2 separate regions of the Sminthopsis crassicaudata genome follow, and region 2 is linked to region 1. The links are chromatin contacts, called in public Hi-C maps. All regions are on one chromosome and are shown on one strand. Each heading gives the region's core, a stretch centred on a gene start, on an enhancer-like site or on the middle of the called end of the contact. The rest is flanking DNA. Distances are from core to core; before and after follow the strand shown. Region 1 holds the start of DDN (dendrin). Region 2 holds the start of FKBP11 (FKBP prolyl isomerase 11).

Region 1 (3,356 bases), core at 784-3,283:
GGGTGGTTTGACCTTGTTCACTGCCTCCAAACCCTTTATAACTTACAACTAGAGCTGAGTGTTACCCCTTCCTTACACAGCCTTTTTGATGCTGTTTCCTCACTGATCCGAAATAAGATCCATAGATTGCCAGTCATTGACCCTGATTCTGGCAACACTCTGTATATCCTCACCCACAAACGTATCCTCAAGTTCCTCAAGCTCTTTGTAAGTGCTATTTCTCTTCCTCTCTGACTTCTCCCATTACAACATATACTGCATTCAAGCCCAGCGGGGCTGAGTTGGGGACTTGGTGTGTGAGGGCCATTTGGAGGACCTGGAAGCCTAGTTATTGGTCTCCCCACCAGATTGCAGAGTTTCCTAAACCGGACTTCATGTCTAAGTCTCTGGAGGAGCTCCAGATAGGCACTTATGCCAACATTGCTCTTGTGCGTACCACCACACCTGTCTATGTTGCATTGGGCATCTTTGTGCAGCACCGGGTTTCTGCCTTGCCTGTGGTAGATGAGAAAGGTAAGAAATTGGGGAGAGAGAAAAGAAGGGATGGAAGGGGAAGTCTGTGTCCCCAGGGATGTCTTGTGGGCAGTGACGGGCTTTCCATTGCTGGATTCCAAGCCCTGGTTATTTTCACAGGGCGTGTGGTGGATATCTACTCCAAATTTGATGTCATTGTGAGTGACTTCAGAGGGACCAGGTGGTAGGGAAAAGGAAGGAGGGATTGGGGAATGTGGGAAGGAAATGGAGGAAATTCTTTGTGGGTTCCGGAGCTTTGGAGACACTGGCCTCCACATCCTGATGTGAAAAAAGAACTGAATCCCTTACTCACTAAGTGTGGCTTGGGAGATGACCCAGTTCTGAACTCTCCATTTCTAGGGGGATGGAGTGGGATGGAATGGGGTTTGAGGAATTGGAAACCATGCTTTTTGGGCTCTTTGCCCTCATTTTCCCAGAACTTGGCAGCTGAAAAGACCTATAACAACTTGGATATATCTGTGACAAAAGCACTACAGCATCGATCCCACTATTTTGAGGGTGTACTCAAGTGCTACCAGCATGAAACTCTGGAAACCATCATTAACAGGCTGGTGGAAGCTGAGGTGGGGAAGGAGAATCAAAAGAGTTGGGAAAGAAGGGAAAACCATGACTACTTAGATTGAAGGGGGAGGCTTGGAAATAGGGAAGTTTCATCATTGAGGTTAGACTGAAAGAACATTTCTTTTCTCTCTTGTCATCCTCTATCAGGTTCACCGGCTGGTGGTTGTGGAAGAAAACAATGTGGTAAAGGGCATCGTGTCACTCTCTGACATACTACAGGCCTTGGTGCTCAGAGGTGGAGAGAAACCATGAGCTGAGTTGGGAGGAATACATAGAATGCACTATACCTCTGATTAGTTGGCTGGGATATTAGAGGCTTGGAACCCTTTTATGAAGCTTACCCACTCACCCTACCTTACAGAGCCAGTATAAAGGTGTTGGAAAACACAGAAACCGGCACACTTTGAAGGAGTAACCTCTAGGCACCCATCATCTACACTGGTCCTCTGCCTGAAATACTGGGCACCCCTCATCTTAATTAATTCTGATCTCTAAGAGATTCCCAATCCTCTCAGCAAATACTCTAATTCGTTCTCCTGAAATAATGTACCATGAAACTTGGTAAAATATGTTTTTATTCTTCCTCCTACAAAAGGAGTTGCGGGAGGGGGAGAATAGTGCCATTTCCTCCTATAATGATGTTTGTGAGGAGGGAGTACGTAGCCTTTGAATTCTTGATCTTTTTTTCCCCTGCTTTGCTTCCCATGTCTTGGGGAGTTGGAAAGGGAAGTTCAGAAAGGCTGGTTCAGATTTATTTTTCATAGTGATACTAATTAAAATGACAAGGACATCTATATCCTTTGGTGTTGTATTTTCTTTGGAGCTTTCAGCACTGATGTCCTTGACCTCTGCACCTGTGGCCCCACACACATCCTTCTCCTAGAATAGATTTATTACATTCCACATCTCTCCTTTATCCAAACTTTGCCTTTCTATGCCCCCAGTCTTCTTTCCCTCTGTTACGACTGGAACCTGAGCTTAATCCCTTGTTAGGTCCCTTTTCTTCTTCAGGCATTCAGGAGTTAGTTCCCAGCACCATCTCCCAGTACACCTCCCTGCCATGAATGTTCTAGGAAATCCTCCCTCCAAGTGGTGCTGGGAAGGCAGGACTAGGCTTTGATTCTGCTGAACTGGCACAGTGTGTGAGTTTACAAATCCCTTTTATTGTCTCTGCTGCCTTTGGGAGGGTAGGGAGAGAAACAGCTACAGAGTTACACATTTAATCCTCACTTTCCTGACTACGGACATGCAGACAGAAGCCATCAAATGGCACCTGGAACAGTGAGTTAGGGAGACCTGGGATAGGAGCTGATGGAAGGGTTGGGGGTTGGGTAGACAGTGGGAGTCAAATGCTAGAGTTCTGCTCAATCTTGCTTTTCTTGAATTTTTCTGTTTGATAGTTTTAGAATAACTCATTTTGGATTCTTGACTTAATCTTCCCTATGCTACTTTTCTCAAACTTCAGGTTAGGAAAGTTGTGGAAGAAAAGGTATGCTTTTGTGGGGAAGTGGTACAGGTCCTGGGATATAATCCCTAATTAAAGATATCCTACTGTGATGGGCCACTATCACATCATTCTACACAAGGCCGAACAGCACATTCCTGAAACTGAGGGAGGTTTCTGAGTTGATTAGTGAGTTAGAAAGTATGCACATTCCATGGGGTCAGAGTAGTGGGGGAGAGTTTGGAGAAGAAACTTTAAAAAGACCTAGGATTCTAGTAGGATAAGACTTTCACTCTTACTTTGCTATCACGATTGCTGGAGCCATGTAAGTACAGGGATTCAGGGCAGGAATGGGGTGGTTGAATGGGAAAATTAGGCAGATAAGTAATGTATTGAGATTCTTTCTCTAAAGAGGAAATGAGAAAATGGAAGATTTGGAATTGGGATGCTTGAATTTTTTGTATCTGCCTCTGTGGGAGTGGACATTTCAGAGGAGGTTTGAAAAAGAGTAGACAATACCTTCAGTTGATCTATTCTCTATAGTGGTAACAACCAATGCTAGACCACACCCCCACACCCCCCACCGGATACCTACCCCTTATGTTTTAATTAAGGGAAAATGCAAAGGTTTTTTTTTTTTTTTTTTTTTTTTTTTTTTTTAAACATTTCAGGATGGGGCAGATAGCACAGTGAATAAAGTACCAGCCCAGGAGTCAGGAGGACCTGAGTTCAAATACTTAACACTTCCCGGTTGTATGATCCTGGACAAGTCACTTAACTGCAATTGCCTCATAAAAAAAGATTAAAATAAATCAGG
Region 2 (3,143 bases), core at 111-2,610, 160 kb after region 1:
TGGAAGAACAAAAGATCAACAATGTAATTGAAGTAATGGAATGTAATGGAAGTAGATTCAGAAGCATCAGACCTTAAACTACATAAGGGAAGAGTATTTTTGAAGTATAAAAAGGATCATTTTGATTATTTTAAGTTAAAATTTTCTTGCATAAATAAAACCCATGTAGAAAAGACCAGAAGGAATGCAGAAAATTTGGGGGAAAACTTTCATAAAACTCAGGATGTGATTGGGTGGGAATATTGCTGTGGTGTAGGAAATTATGAGCTGGTTAATTTAGAAAAATATGGAAAGACTTGGATTTATGAAGGAATTCCTTCCGAGAAACACAAGATAAAAGGGAGTATGCACAGGATAGTCTTACGTGTATGTGTGTATGTATGTATGTGTAGGTATATCCACCCTTAATTGTGGCCGCCTTTTGTGCAGGGAAGGGAAAAGGTAAAGTAAAAGGTGTACAACAGAAAACAAAAGAAAACCAAGAAAGCAAAGAAAAGCTGGACAGCTTTGAAAACAATAGTATAGAGGGTTTTTTCAAACGTAAAATTTATTGTTTTATATTAATCTCTTCTGGTCTGCTGTGTACATGGCAATTTCCCCCCTCATTTTGTATTTAAGTTTAAAATTAAAAATTACAAATAAAAAAGTTTAGGCTGGAGAATGCAGTTATGCGGCCATTGGAAGACGGTTTATTTAACTCAAATCCGAGTGAGCTGTGGGACGCGGTAGCCAAAACCAAAAACACTGATGTAACCTTGGCTGAGTTGGGAAGGTGACGGCGCTCTGCCTTCATCGGACCATGTCCGTTCTGGGCACCACAGTTTGAGAAATATGAGCTACATTCAGCGGAGGGCAACCAGAAATAAGGCCAGAGAAGGAATTGAGGATGTTTAGTCCGGAAGAATAGAACTGCAGTTACGTGATGGTTGGTCATGGAAATACTAGGATCTCGGACCTCCAGAAACAATAAATTGGCGGCCGAGAGGCCGACGTGGGGGACGTACACCGCCTCGGGGGCTTCTCCTCGCCAGTTTTTCTCCCCTCCCTCAATGGGACGGCCACTTGTTGGGTGTGTGATAACGAGGATTCTTTTGGGTTCAGTTGAATCAAATCTCTTCCATCTCTCAATTCTGAGGTGCTATAATAATGGCAGGAAGGTGGGGAAAATGTTAGGGCTCTGGCTTCGGTATGGGCCCGGCGCCACCTCGATCAGGTTCAAAGTCTTGGATTTGGGTTTAGGGTTGGCTTCCCCCCTCCCCCCCCTCTCTTCTCCCCCCCTTCCCCCCCCCCCCCCCCCCCCCCGGCAGGGAAGCACCTCCCTGCAGCCGGCTCCTAACTGGGTGGGAGGTGGGGCCCGGTCCCGGGGAGGGGTGGCGGAGGAGGAGCCCGTTCCGCCCCATCCTGTCCAGCCTGGTTGGGGCTCCCAAGACTCTCCGCTCTTCTTCGCTGCCTGCCCCGGCCGCGCGACCCGGTGCCCACACGTGCCCACGCCCCACGTCCTGCCATGGCCCCCAAGCCGCTCCTGTTCCAGTCTCCGCCACTGCTCCTGCTGCTGCTGCTTCTGGGAGGCACGAGCAGTCTCGCGGAGCCCGAGGATGAAACTGAAAGTTCCATCCGGACTCTCCAACTAGAAACCCTGGTGAGAGGGGAGGCGCCCCCCGACCCCGCCCTTGTACCTCCGGACCCCTCCTCCTGGGGTACTGAGAGTGGGGGCACCCCGCATTCCCCGGGAGAAGCGAGCCCTTCCCCCTTCCTCTCCTCCTCCCCCTCCCTCTCCTCCTCCTCCTGTCCCTCTCTCCAAGCCTTGCCTCCCGGGATCTGTTGTAGGTAGAGCCCCCGGAGGCCTGCCGCGAGCCCGCCGCCTTCGGAGATACGCTGCACATTCACTATACGGTGAAGAGCCCGTCTGGGATTGGGGGTGGGGCCCCGCGGAAACACGTCAGCTTTAACTGGGACACGTGGCGAGGAGCTAAGAGAGTGGGAGCTGCCCCGCCCCCTCCCCTGGCCCCGGGAGCACGTGGCGGGGGTGGTCTTATTTTCTCCAACTAGGACACCTCCCGACTATTATGAACGGGGTCCTACCTTGTTGGGGCTCCCCTAGAGTACGATAAGCCCCTGGAGGCAGTGGGGATTCTCTGAGATTTGGGGGTGCAGGGGTGGCCATGTTAGGGGAAAATAATCTGGTGGTTGCTGATGATGTCTTCTCCCTCAGGGCAGCCTTGAAGATGGACGAATAGTTGACACCTCACTCACCAGGGACCCCTTGGTTATAGAGCTTGGTCAAAAGCAGGTCATCCCAGGTATCCCTACTCTAGAGTTTTTGCCCAAAGATCGCGTCTAATCCCTTCTAGTAGGATGCTCCGAGCTGGCATCTGGCATCGGCCCTCCAGAGGCAGTGCCTGCTTCCGAGGAATTGCTTTTGGAATCTGGCTCCTGGGCCTTCCTGTGCCGGTGACTTTATTTGTTGTGAGGAAGAAAGGGACAAAAAACCAAAAATTCTAAAATAGAGGGTTAAACCTAAGGGGCTCTAGCTCACACCTCAACTCCTTCCAGCCGACTTCTCTTTCCTCTCCCTGTGACATTAGAGAACTTTTAAGGGTTGGGAAGGGGACCAAGGTTTTCATGCTTTGAGGGAAGTGGGAGAATCCTTGACTCCACTTCCCTATCCATTCAGTTGTGTCTTTTCCCTGGTTGTTTTCCTGCCGTTGCTAAGGCCTGGAGCAGAGCCTGCTGGACATGTGTGTGGGGTAAGTCTTGTTGGGTTGGGGCAGTCCTGGAAACATTGCTTTTCTATGATTGAAATCTGAAAATGTACAGCGCCACTTCAGTCATTAAGGGGGGTGGCTCTGTTAGAGAAGGCTTGGAGAGCTTCGGCTCTTAACTTTCACCCCCTGACGGTTGGGTGGAAGGAATGGAACTCTTTGGCTGGGCATCTGTGGACATAGAGCATAATTTATCAGGATGGCATAGGAAATGGTGCAGGACTCGAGGCCTTCCTGCCCACTGGCTTTGACTTGTGTCCTCTCCCTTAGAGAGAAGCGAAGGGCAATCATTCCCCCTCACTTGGCCTATGGAAAACGTGGATTTCCCCCATCCATCCCAGGTAAACACACCAGTATTCTTCTAAATTCTGAGTTCTTGAA

The links. A called contact is a pair of places that touch in the nucleus more often than the background predicts.
Region 2: a contact with region 1 is called in a Hi-C map of hippocampus, with 3 times the contacts expected there. The contact joins the promoter of FKBP11 here to the promoter of DDN in region 1. A contact is called at or near these places in 2 of 2 Hi-C or Micro-C datasets (fibroblasts and hippocampus).

Annotation. Positions count from the first base shown.
Region 1 is chr5:232,869,117-232,872,472 of ASM4859323v1, forward strand. It overlaps DDN (dendrin), which reads left to right and starts at 2,034. Exons shown (of 3, transcript XM_074270490.1): 1 at 2,034-2,376. The coding sequence starts at 2,342. PRKAG1 (protein kinase AMP-activated non-catalytic subunit gamma 1) reads left to right here. Exons shown (of 12, transcript XM_074270495.1): 8 at 81-207; 9 at 348-513; 10 at 634-671; 11 at 951-1,097; 12 at 1,243-1,889. The coding sequence ends at 1,347.
Region 2 is chr5:233,026,725-233,029,867 of ASM4859323v1, forward strand. FKBP11 (FKBP prolyl isomerase 11) reads left to right here and starts at 1,361. Exons shown (of 6, transcript XM_074270503.1): 1 at 1,361-1,639; 2 at 1,828-1,893; 3 at 2,213-2,300; 4 at 2,714-2,747; 5 at 3,033-3,103. The coding sequence starts at 1,505. LOC141544398 (a long non-coding RNA gene) reads right to left here and starts at 1,923. Exons shown (of 2, transcript XR_012482592.1): 1 at 1,809-1,923; 2 at 1-1,138.